Linked DNA regions of Mus musculus: regions 1, 2 and 3 are each linked to region 4. The links are chromatin contacts, called in public HiChIP or PLAC-seq maps. All regions are on one chromosome and are shown on one strand. The core of a region is the stretch at or near the end of the contact, and the rest is flanking DNA. Distances in the headings are between cores, read along the strand shown. Region 1 has its middle 26 kb from the start of Nxph3. Region 2 has its middle 35 kb from the start of Ngfr. Region 3 holds the start of Ngfr (nerve growth factor receptor (TNFR superfamily, member 16)). Region 4 holds the start of Dlx4os (distal-less homeobox 4, opposite strand).

Region 1 (2,857 bases), core at 271-2,770, 400 kb before region 4:
GGAAGCAGGAGCTGATGCAGACACCATGGAGGGGTGCTGCTAACTGGCTTGCTTCCCCTGACTTGCTCAGCTTGCTTTCTTATAGAACTCAAGACCATCAGCCCAGGGATGGCACCACCCACTATGGGCTGGGCCCTCTCCTATTGATCACTAATTGAGAAAATGCCCTACAGCTGGATCTCATGGAGGCATTTCCTTAACTGAGGCTCCTTCCTCTCTGGTGACCCCAGCTGTGTCAAGTAGACACAAACCCAGCCAGTACAATCTGGGACACAGTGTCTATGTTCAGACTGGGAAGAAGGTAGGGACATTGGGGAGGTGTGGACCCTTGTGACCAGGAAGGACGTGATGACAGCATCTCATCTTGGACATTTGTCAAGAATTCTACCTCCATGTTTCTCCTACTACCACTGCCTAGACACCTCAGGGATCTTAGAGACCAGCCAGTGGTGGAGATTATCAGAGACAGACAGGCTGCACACTAGAAGGGAAAGTGGGTCTTGTAAACATGAAGAACTGGGGGGGGGGGGGGTTAAACTCAGGCTAGCATGTGCCAGAAGCCTGCAGAGAGGAGGCAGCCTGGAGGAGGTCCTGTGGGTGGCACCCAAGGAGATCTTTCCCAGCTCTGCCACACATGGGGTCATCCTGGAAGCCACTTCTTTGTCCTTTGTTCTTATTTTCTTTCTCTGGCTCAGGACCCCAGCATCTTCCCACAATCCATCCTTATGTAAAATAAGCAAGAGCTGGCCCTCCTGCCCATGCAGTTAGCAAGACAACCAACCACGTGTCTCCAGACTGTGGGAGTTCCTGGGTCGTTTACCTCACAGTGTGGAACTCAGAAACCCAGGGACCCTGTCTCACTGCCTCAATACCCAGATGTCCTCACACCCTTCAGCCCCAGACAGCCCCAGACAGCCTCACAGCTGGGCTGACTAGAGGAAGAAGGGCAAAGAGGGGACATCTCAGACAAACAAGCAGACTGGCTGGGGGTGGCTTAACTCTCTCTCTCTCTCCCAGCATGGACCCAAGGAGTCCTCTGTAATATCTCTACCCTTCCCCTGCCTCCGCCCGCGAACAACCCCAGCAAACTGTCTATACAGACTGCCCTCTTGGCTCCAAGTTCGTTCATTCTTACAGAATTGTTAAGACACACACCTCACTCCCAGAGATCCCGCATTCAGAGGTTGTCTGGTCAGTGGTGTCCCCCTCTGATTTCTAATTCCCCTCAGCTCTCAAACAGAGAAACCGGAAATGGGTGTGGCTGGAAGTAGAACAGGATAAATAGTTACGGCAGGGTGTGGAGGACGCTCCAGAGGGAGCCCAGCTCGGTCACAGCTTCCCACTCCCACTAGTGTCCCTGGTCAAGGTTCGAGGTGTCTGCTTTTTTGTAAAATGACAATGAGCACACAGCACGGGGTCCTGGGAACACAAGGGGAGGTGACACCTGCAGACTCCCGGAGACTACCCTTGAGTGCAGCCAGCTGTGGTTATGACAACGGGCTCGCCATAGGTTGTAAGCAACCTGGCCATCTGGAGCTCATGTTGAACATACAAGCAAATCACAAACAAGTCTGTCCTCACGTGGCTAGTGATAGAGGGGTAGCCAACGGGAGAGGGCTGAGGAGGAGGCAGGGCAGGGAGGGAGAGGGCTGAGGAGGAGGCAGGGCAGGGAGGGAGAGGGCTGAGGAGGAGGCAGGGCAGGGAGGGCTGGGGTGTGGGGTCTGTCCCGGTGCAGAGCTCAAGGCTGGGTTTCAGAACCACGGGATCCCGACAAATGCTGAGAGATACACAGGGTAACAGGACCCGCAGAACAGGGGCCTTGCATGGCCCAGCCAGGCCAGGGAGAAGAGGCATGCATGGGATTACTAAAGAGGGCTGAGTCTGGGGGTGAGGTACAAATGTGCATGGGACCTGTAGAGAAATAGCTAGGAATGCCAAGCACAAAGCTGGGGTGTCCTCAAGAGCAGTAGGGAGCCATGGAAGGGGTGAGGTCCAGAAGGAACTGTTGGGATATGAGTTCGGAGAGGTGGGGGGCCCTGGTAAGGCAAATGTGTGTTCAAGAGATACACAGGGTGTATCCTTATGACCTCCGGGTGAAGACAAGGGAACTGGATTCTCTCTGGAGCTGGACTGTGATTCTCAAAGCACACCGTTCAAACCCAGTGTTTTGTGAACATCTGCCACGGATCAGGCTTCACACAGGCTGAGCACAGGAGGCAGCCTAGACCTCAGCAGGTGAGAGAGGCTCAGGGATCCCAGCCCACAGGAGACAGACCAACAATGACCAGCTGCAAAGGAAGGGATGGCTTATGGATTGCGGAAGAGAGGGCAGGGCTGGCCACCTTGGGCTCCCTGAGAACAGGGGCCATAGCTTCCTTTCACAGTGGTGTTGTGTGAGGCCAAAGCTGGGCACACTCAATGAAACTGAGCTCTTGAGAACGAGACAGTTTCCCACTGGGGCTGCTAAGGATGAGGCTGAGGTCTTCACCAGGCCCTGCTTCTCACCAGATCACAAAGGGCCAGGACAGAAGCAAGCAGCCCCGTGGTCCACACACACTAGCCTGTGCTGTGTCCTTCGGGAGCCTGTTGCTCTAGGGAGTTGCCAGGGGCTTCATTCATGTCAGAAGTCTCTCTGGGAGTGGCCTACCCAACGGAGGGTCCCTGAGGTTTTTACAAGCCCGCCCCAGTTCCAACTGTAACTGGCTATCCCCCCCACCCCCTGCCCCTAAGCTCACCCAGTGGGACTTGCAAGGGTAATGAGCTGAGGCCAGAGGTTCACCCTCATCTTGGGGAGGGGACCTGTGAACAGGAACAGGCTGGAGATGAAACACCTAGAAGCAGGCCTAAGCTGGGAGAT
Region 2 (2,920 bases), core at 337-2,836, 480 kb before region 4:
ACCCTGTCTCAAAAACCTAAAACCAAAAGGAAAAGAGAGAAGATGCCTTCGTGCAGAAATGACACAGGGTGTTCCGGCGGAGGACAGAACTTGGCTAGAATTTTGGAAACAAGGCTGGAGAATCCATTGCTGGGCAGCCAGTGAAAGAAGCTGGGAGGAAGCGGAGGCTCATCCTGGAGGCCCAGCAGGGGCCACCGGAGGGGCTGAGAGGGAAAGCAGGTGTGTTTCAGGGCAGCTGGAAGACAGCAACGGATCTCTGTGTCCAGCAAGGCCTTGGGGAAGAGCTGTCAGAAGATGCACCTTGCTCTTTTCATCCATCTCTGTTCCCCCCTGCCTTCCAGTGCTCTACCTCCTCCCCCCTCCCCCACTCAGAGCCTTGTGGGGACTTCTTACAAGAGAGGCAGATGTTTCTGGATACAGCTGGATACTGAGGTCCCGGGAAGGGGCTGGCCCCTTTGGAAGACTCTCAGAGAGGAAGACAGTCCAAGAAGTGAGAGCAAAGACAGCGTGGACTCTAACTTCATGTACTGGCTGATCCTAGGGAAGTAAGTGTTGGCCCATTGTACAGGCAAACCAATTGAGGCTCAGGGGTGGCATCATTTCTGCTTGTGAGATGGCCTGCTTCCTCACCTCCATTTCATGCTTGGTCCACTTCCCTCCCTCCTTTTCCTTAGATCCTCTGTCCTCTCCTTGCCTCTTCCAGGAAGCCCACTGAGGTCACTCATTCAAGACTCTGGCTCTTTAGACCAATGGCTCTCAACCTGTGGGTCATGACCCTTTCAGGGGTCGAATGACCCTTTTACAGGGGTTGCATATCGGATATCCTGAATAACAGACATTTATATTACAATTCATAACAGTGGCAAATTGCAGTTACGAAGTAGCAACAAAATAATTTTATGGTTGGGTGTCACCATAATATGGGGAACTGTACTAAAGAGTCGCAGCGTTAGGAAGGTTGAGCACCACTGCTTTAGACTGTTGGCCAAAAGTACCCTACCTGCTTGTCATCCACCTAGGAGCACATGAGAACAGAGACTGGCTGGTCCATTGGATCTCTTACCAGGCCTGAAGTTGTTGGCGCGTGGAAAAGAGCCACAGGTCCCCAGTACAGGCGCCGGGCATGGTGAGAAGACCAAAGGCAGCCGCCAGGGAGCTTCAGATGAGGTGAGAGGCTTGGCTCAACCCCAGCTCATAAAGAAGGATGTTAACAGCCTCCTAGGGAGCTGGCGAGGGACGATCAAAGGGGTGGGCCAGACAATAGTGCCTTCCAGCTCCCAGTCAGCACTGGCACCTCCAGCCCCAGGAGCGGCTCCTGCTGGAGAGTAATGGTGTGTTTTACCTCCTTCTTCCACTTCTCCCCAACCCCCACCTCAGGACCCCTTCAGACCCCACACAGGGTCTGTCTCTCTTCCCTCCTCAGGACCCCCAGTGTCTGTTGTTTTCCTCCTGTGGGATGGGTGTGGGTTCGGGTGGCGTCACAGGGTGACGAGGAAGGAGAAAGGGTGGGAGGTCTGGCCTGGCCTCCCACAGTCTGCTCCCACCACCCTGAGTTGCCAAACCGGGACCTTAGAGAGAGGCTGAAGGACTGCACTGTGGGAAGCTGTGGAGCAGAGAGGCAGGGGGCACACGGAGGGGAAAAGCCGGGGAGAGCTGGCACGGAAGGAACTGGGGCCTGGAAGTAGAGGGGTTAGAAATAAACTTGCCTCGACACGGGGGTACTGAAGGGATGCCTGCAAGGGCTTCGACTCCCAGAGATGTTCGAGGACAAGGCAGCATTTCAAGGCAGAGAAGAGCTTAAAGGTAGGGCGGGAATTACTCGGCCCACAGCACGCTTGAGTCAGAGGCAGAACTTCAGCCTGAGCTTGGGAGGGAGGGGTGTCTTAGGGACCACGACTTGACTTGTCCAGCTAAACACAAACAATGAATTTGCATACACATATATTTTCATTGAGCCCAAAGTCTCCTTGCCCTTCTTCCCAAGATTCTAATGCTAAACCCTTACTTTGCATTTCTCTCTCCCCCCACCCCTACCCCAGGCTGAGCCCTGTTGAAGGATACTGTACCCCGCCCCCTTCATTTCCTGGGATCTAGTCCCCCAGGCTTTTCCTTGGTCTCCTGCCTCCGGCCATGCCATTGATTTTCACAATTACTGACTCTGAAAGAGTCCCCACCTCCTAGTGTGTCTACCCTGACCCCTCCCCAAGTCATCCCTCCTTCTCTGGGGAGACACTTCCTGGGAGAGCTCCTGTCTGCCCTGAACAGTCTTCACTCACACTCAGTGTAAGCTCCACAGTGCCAGCCCCAGTCACAAAATCCCCAAGCCATAATATGCTTGTAAGCCCCAGAGCACCGGGAGGGAATCTCTGAAGGGCTTGTCACTTTATTTAACAGGTAAACATAAGCAAACAGGCCCACACGGAACAACAGGAACTCATCTATAGTTCCCCCCACTTCAGTCCAGAGTCTGATCCCCTGACTCTACTCAGTTACCCATGTGACAGTCCATCTGACATCCAGATCAGACAGATGTGAGCCCAGAGGCCACAGAGATCACAGCCAACTTCCGGAAGAGCTTAGTGAGCGGCCTGTCTCTGGTGGTTTCAACTGGGGGGGTTAGTTCTCCTAAGTCCTTTGCTGAACATAAATGTGTCAGGTCACAGAAGTAGAGGTCAGCATGCCCTGGACCCTGTCCCAGGCCTCTTAGCAAAAGTGCTGGATGGGCCAGCTGCTAACTGCTGGGAAGTGTGAAAATGCTAGGCTAGCAGTCTGAGCCCAGGGCTGGACCGTGTCATCCATCCTGCCGGGGAGGGCTGGACCAGCTTCCCAGAGGAGATGCCATTTAACTGATCTTAGCTGATCATGGAAAGACAAGATGGTTTGCTAGGTGGGTGGGGGTGGGGTGGGGTGGGGAGGGGAG
Region 3 (2,885 bases), core at 157-2,656, 440 kb before region 4:
TTTTGAAGAGGAACTGGAGTCCAGACATAGCTAACATCTGGTGCTGGGATAGACTGTCCCCACACAGTTCTGTACCAGGGCCTTCGATGTCTGGGAACCAGAGAAGGGCGGGGCGGTGTTTCTTCTGAAAGACTGACTGCACATTCCTTGGCATACAGGTGGTTTGATGTGCCACGCTTCTAGAGCATGGCCAGTGTGATCCTCAGAAGGCCTACACAGCTCACGGATGAGTCTGTGGATGTTGAATCCATTCAACAGCTCTCCCCTTGAATCCCCTCCATGACTGAACACTTGGGTGGTCAGAGAAGACACTACTGTCCCTGCCCGTAGGAAACTCACAAACTCATGTAATCATGTTTGTGTGTTGTCTGTATACTCTGTGTGTGTGTGTGTGTGTGTGTGTGTGTGTGTGTGTGTGTGTGTGTGCATTTGAGGGCAAAATACAGATGTGGGCTTGTGTGACTACCACTGTGCAGTGCACACATGTGAGTGTGTAGGAGTGTATATGTGAATGTCAGCCTGTGTGCATTGATGTATGTCTGGTCTGTGTTAGGAGCCCTTGTAGGATGAGCAGGTCTATATGAATGCCTGAGGGACGGTATAGGCAGATGTCAGTACGTCAACACACACACGTACAGGTGCACTTGAGAGTGTGTTTGTGTATTCCTGGGGTTTATGTGCACACCTGTGACTCATTCAAGCTCATGAAAGGCTGGAGATAGAGTTCTGTGATACAATGCTTGCTTAGCATGTGTGTGTGTGTGGTCCTAGGTTCTATCATGTGTGTGTGTGTGTGTGTGTGTGTGTGTGTGTGGTCCTAGGTTCTATCATGTGTGTGTGTGTGTATGTGTGTGTGTGTGTAGGAGAGGGGGAGACAGGGACAGAGAGACAGAGACAGAGACAGAGAAACAGTGTCAGACAGATATCCCAAATTATGATATTGGGATAGATTTCACCTTGAAGGCCCCAAGGAACATATCCCTCCACAAGTTGGAACAGAGAGAGAATGGAATAAGGTGTGTATCCAACCATAAAAGGAGGGCAGCCTCATTTTCGGAATAAGGGCTAGGTAGGCAATTAGGCTAAAGATGTTTAAGAGAGTTAACCCCGAGGCAGGCTTCATCAGTAGGAGAGCAATGGCCCCCGTTGGATCCGAAGCATCTTATGCTCAGCATAACCGGAGGTGCCCTGGGTACGTGGGGCAGCCCACTGAGAAGCCACAGCGGGGCACACGGGTGCGGCTCCTCTCACGCCTCACTTGACTGCTCTGGACTCCCCACCCTAGGCAGCCGGGCGGGCGCGGTTCCGGAGGGGTTGGGGGGGGGGGGGAGTTGGGCGGGCTGGGCGGGGAGGAGGCGGGGCTGCTGCATTGCCTTCACCCAGCTGCTCCCGCCCGCTAGCAGCCAGAGCGAGTGGAGCCTCCGCCAGCTCCGGCGGGCAGCGGGCGCTGGAGCGCAGCGCAGCGCAGCTCAGCTCAGCGCGCAGCACCATCGGTCCGCAGAGCGGACTGAGCTAGAAGCTGAGCGCTGTCGCCGGAGGCGAGCAATGAGGAGGGCAGGTGCTGCCTGCAGCGCCATGGACCGGCTGCGCCTGCTGCTGCTGCTGCTGCTGCTTCTAGGGGTAAGTGATTAGTAGGAGGGACCTCCGTTAACCTTTTCAAAGAGCTGAACCCCAAGGGGATGTGGGTGCCACCACCCAGGGAACAGAATAAGACGTTAAGGTCCCAGATGCTGGCAACGGGTGGCGGAGGAGCTGCGGGATCATGACCCACAGGGGCGCTCCTAGCTTCTAGGACTTTCAGAGCGCAGAGGCGACCCAGTCCCAGGATAGAGATGCAGACAGGACTGTTGCAACGACACCCGTTCTTGGTTCTGCTTGCTGCTGCTGGTTCTTGAGCACTACGACGGGTGCGGTGTAGGAGACTGGGAGCAGTCTCGAGTGGGGTGGAGGGAGGTTTGGGAATCTCGGGCGCCTGGGTTCTTTTGACGACAGCGTGTGAATTTTGGGATCCCGAGGGGAGTTTTCTCTTTAGCATCTTAGTCCCTGGGGAGTTGTAGGGCAGAGAGAAGGAAGGGAAAGAGATCGGCACTAAAGATGTGAGGGGCTAGAGACGGAACAATGCGGGAGGCAGCTGGAGGGACTGGAGGCAGAGGGGACCCAGTATGGACAATGGGGACCGGCCAGACAATGGGGGGGAGGGGCATCGAAAGGAGCGATTCGGGAGTGGCAGAGAGGTTGAAGAGAGAGAAGTGGGCTTTATGGAGGGCAGAAAAGAGACAACCACAAAAGAGATAGAGAAATGGAAAGAAGGTGCATACCCTAAAGTGCTCGGGGCCCCGCCTGTCTGTCTACTCAAGGACGATGCGATGAGGACAGCCCAGTCACAGACGTTTCCCGCGTGGGTTCTAGCGCTCTTTCTAGCGGCCTCGCCCAGTCCGGGAATTGCGTCTGGGCATCCCAGGCAGGGAAGAGAGCGCTCACTTCACTATGGCAAATCCGCTTCTAGGGTAGTTCCTTGACAAACCTTTCACGTGGTTTGAAGCAACTCAGTGGACCCGGAGAGACAGAGCCGGGGCATCCCCCTACCCTATTAAACGCCGGCCAGCTCTCGAGATGCGGAGCGCTGGGACTCTCAAGGCTGTGATGGTTCCGGCAGCGCACAGCTAGGGGATGCAAAACCCCAGGCGACCCGCAGGGGGCACTGCGGGCGAGGGATTGCTGTTGGGAGCTGCGTGCGCGCCTTGGGCTGCGCACTGAGTCCCTTCTAAGTTAAGCCGCCACGGGCCCTGAGCCCTCCGTGCTCCTTCCGGTCCAGAACTTAATAGGATCATCATCCCGCCCACACCTGGCCAGGCTTTCGGTGAAAGTCAATGAACGCTTCTCAA
Region 4 (2,730 bases), core at 203-2,702:
AAGTACAATGGAGTTAGCCATATTTTCTGTGCCCTCCCAGGAGCCATCAAACTAGATTCATCCCCACTCCCAGATTTTGCCCCAGTTCCTGGGAGGCTACATTTTGCAGAGTGCCAGAAAAGGCGGGGCTCGGTACAGGCGAATCCCAGACAGCAGATTCCCTCCAGCAGCCTCAAGGGCCTGCAGGAGCTGTGGTGTCGCAACTAAACCGGGGCCCCTGCCGGAAGCGGAAGCTTGCATTGGGGGTGGTGAGGCGCAGTGGCGGCGGTCGCGGCGTGCCAGGCTCTGGGCGCTCGGCGGGGGCGTGCGCGCCACGCGCGTGCGGGGCAGGCTGGGCGCCAGGCGGCACCCTCCAGGCCCCAGCGTCTGTTTACCAACAAACTGCCATCGCTCTGCAGCTACGCATTCCGACGCGCTGAATAAGCGGCCGGCGCTGGCTAGCTGCTTTTTCCACTCCCTCGCAGAGCCCTGGCAGCGTGGGGCCATGCAGACCCGCGCGACGCGCACACAGGTTCTGAGTCTCCAAAGCGTCTCTAGTTACCGCGCAGCTTCCCTCGTCCCCTAGCCATCCCAGGCCCAATTTCCTAGCACCTTGAACATCGTTACTGAGACTTCCTGACTCTACCGATTCCCCAGGAACTCGGAGTTGATGCAGGGATGTGGGGTCCGGAGCTCGCATCCCTCCCGTTTCCCGGTGCACGCTAACACGAGGGGTGGGGGGCGGGCTCAGCTTGAGGTCACCAAGGAATAGCCAATCCGGGGTGTCTAAGTGGGCGGGGGACCCCTGGGGTCCCGGGAACCGAACCCAGAGGAAAAGATGGGGAAGGGTAAAACCACGGGGTACCCCAAAAAACCCTTTCCCGGGTGCGAGTTCTCTGCCGGAAGAGGCTCAGAGAGACATTTTTCCAGGCATCTGAAGTGTAAGAGTGGCTTGCTGGAGCTGGAGACTTTGAAAGGAGCTGGCAGAAAGAGTAGACAGCGTGCGGGCCATGACCTAGGCCCTGTGGCCCGGCACCGGCCGCAATGACCTCTTTACCCTGTCCCCTTCCTGACCGTGGTGCCTCCAACGTTGTCTTCCCGGACCTCGCCCCCGCCCTGTCGGTAGTGGCTGCTTACCCGCTCGGACTATCCCCGGGAACCGCAGCTTCTCCCGATTTGTCCTACTCCCAGTCCTACGGCCACCCCCGGTCCTATTCCCACCCTGGGCCGGCAACCCCAGGAGACTCCTACCTGCCCCGCCAGCAACAATTGGTGGCGCCATCTCAGCCCTTTCACAGGCCGGCTGAACACCCGCAGGAGCTCGAAGCAGGTAAGTGTGACCGCGGCGGCTCTCCTCACCTCTGGGGTCTGGGTTGTCTTTGCATAAATTTCGCGTTCTTCTGCTTGCGCGCAACTAGAGGGATTCAAACGCTTCTCTCTCCGATACCCAGGAATCTGCGGTAGGGGGAGGGCGAAGGATGGGGGAGGAGCGGAGGCAAGTTGATCTAGGTCTCCTTTTTAAATTCGACCTGGTTTCGATTTGCAGTTTTGAAAAGCCAGGCGGGAGGGCTCCCTACCCCACCCCCTGGAGCAGTGGAGCTGTGTGAGTACCTGTGTAACGGAAATTTGCCCTAATCCAGATGGAGAGGTGGAGATCTAACCCCTTCCCTGTGATTCTCCTCATCCTTCACTCCGTTCCGACATCATCCCTTTTGAGTTCTGGTCTCAGAAACCAGTATATAAATCAAACACTACTAAACAGAAATCAGTTTCCAGTTGGAGATAGGTAGACAACTAGGCTGGGTTCCTTCTCCTTTCCTGGGCCCCACCCCCTTTTCCTGGAGGTGCCTATACCCTGCAGGATCTGGGTATAAGACCCCCACCAACTGTTGCTCAAATAATAAACTTACAGGCTGGTCTACCAGTCTCCAGCTCTTTCCCTGGCCTCCTCTGCCTTGTGCCTAAGACATCTTTACCATCTCCACCTTTAACTTTGGGATACATTAGACCCAGCTTCGGTTGCCTGCAGCAAATCTGAGCTCCACTGGAAGGCTTCGGTGAAGACAGGGGAGCAGCTGGCCTTCCTAGCTCCGACCTATGCACAGCCCAACTGACAGACCCTGGCTGGCAGTACGAGGATGCTCTCCATAGACCCACTGACTCCTTGAACATCAAAATGGTCCAATTGTTCTTGGCATAGTCCTCGAAGATGCGCAAGTCTGTGATGTGACTTCACATAATCAGCCCCAAACCAAGATGTTTCTCTCCTTTTCCCTGGTCATTCTGGCATAAATTCATGACACATACACCCCCAACCAAAACCACATTAGAATAGAGGCTCACATTCCTTGTTCTATGGTTGGAGAAACTGAGATAGAAGGAATGCATATAGATAGATCCAGGACACAACTTTTTTTTCCAGGCTCCTGGACCAGGGCAAGTTCACTTTCCTCAATGGACGGAGCCAGGAAAGGGGACTTTAGGAACTTCTCAGGACCCCAGAAAGTTAACAGCTTTCTGGAGCAGAGTGGGGGTGGGCCTGCTAGGTTGCTGGGTCTCCTTGGAGGAGGGACAGTCCGTCTGAGTGGCAGAGTTTTGCATACAGATCTACAAAGGAACCGCTTGGACTCTTCTTTTTAGATATACTAATATACACTGGGGAAGTAAAGGCAAGGGGGGTCCTGAGTTTGAGGACAAGTCGGGCAACCTGCTATCCGTCCTGTGTGTGCACATGAGGACAGACAGTGTGCA

Evidence for each region. HiChIP or PLAC-seq counts read pairs in DNA pulled down with a chosen protein or histone mark.
Region 1: an H3K4me3 HiChIP or PLAC-seq map of embryonic stem cells shows a contact between it and region 4, with 21 read pairs. The contact joins the enhancer-like site here to the promoter of Dlx4os in region 4. A contact is called at or near these places in 1 of 39 promoter capture datasets (the C10 cell line), 1 of 484 Hi-C or Micro-C datasets (embryonic fibroblasts), 3 of 115 datasets of contacts at active chromatin or transcription factors (embryonic basal ganglia, embryonic stem cells and forebrain) and 3 of 9 other capture datasets (adipose tissue, liver and macrophages).
Region 2: an H3K4me3 HiChIP or PLAC-seq map of embryonic stem cells shows a contact between it and region 4, with 22 read pairs. The contact joins the enhancer-like site here to the promoter of Dlx4os in region 4. A contact is called at or near these places in 3 of 39 promoter capture datasets (liver, pre-B cells and stem cell-derived epiblast-like cells), 1 of 484 Hi-C or Micro-C datasets (B cells) and 1 of 115 datasets of contacts at active chromatin or transcription factors (embryonic stem cells).
Region 3: a contact with region 4 is called in an H3K4me3 HiChIP or PLAC-seq map of embryonic stem cells, with 44 read pairs. The contact joins the promoter of Ngfr here to the promoter of Dlx4os in region 4. A contact is called at or near these places in 7 of 39 promoter capture datasets (the C10 cell line, HPC-7-derived erythroid cells, cranial neural crest and 4 more), 1 of 484 Hi-C or Micro-C datasets (embryonic stem cells), 4 of 115 datasets of contacts at active chromatin or transcription factors (embryonic forebrain, embryonic stem cells and pancreatic cancer cells) and 3 of 9 other capture datasets (adipose tissue, liver and pancreatic islet).

Annotation. Positions count from the first base shown.
Region 1 is chr11:95,539,599-95,542,455 of GRCm38.p6, reverse strand. No RefSeq gene overlaps it. Among named protein-coding and RNA genes, the nearest start is that of Nxph3, 26 kb to the right of the region's middle. Within about 2 kb of position 1,520, at least 24 of the 459 cell types and tissues checked have an H3K27ac peak or open chromatin away from gene starts, as enhancers often do. A contact at or near this core is called in embryonic stem cells, where this site is marked.
Region 2 is chr11:95,620,922-95,623,841 of GRCm38.p6, reverse strand. No RefSeq gene overlaps it. Among named protein-coding and RNA genes, the nearest start is that of Ngfr, 35 kb to the right of the region's middle. Within about 2 kb of position 1,586, at least 39 of the 459 cell types and tissues checked have an H3K27ac peak or open chromatin away from gene starts, as enhancers often do. A contact at or near this core is called in embryonic stem cells, where this site is marked.
Region 3 is chr11:95,586,219-95,589,103 of GRCm38.p6, reverse strand. Ngfr (nerve growth factor receptor (TNFR superfamily, member 16)) reads left to right here and starts at 1,406. Exons shown (of 6, transcript NM_033217.3): 1 at 1,406-1,620. The coding sequence starts at 1,546.
Region 4 is chr11:95,143,775-95,146,504 of GRCm38.p6, reverse strand. Dlx4os (distal-less homeobox 4, opposite strand) reads right to left here and starts at 1,452. Exons shown (of 3, transcript NR_040279.1): 1 at 1,231-1,452. Dlx4 (distal-less homeobox 4) reads left to right here and starts at 704. Exons shown (of 3, transcript NM_007867.4): 1 at 704-1,309. The coding sequence starts at 1,024.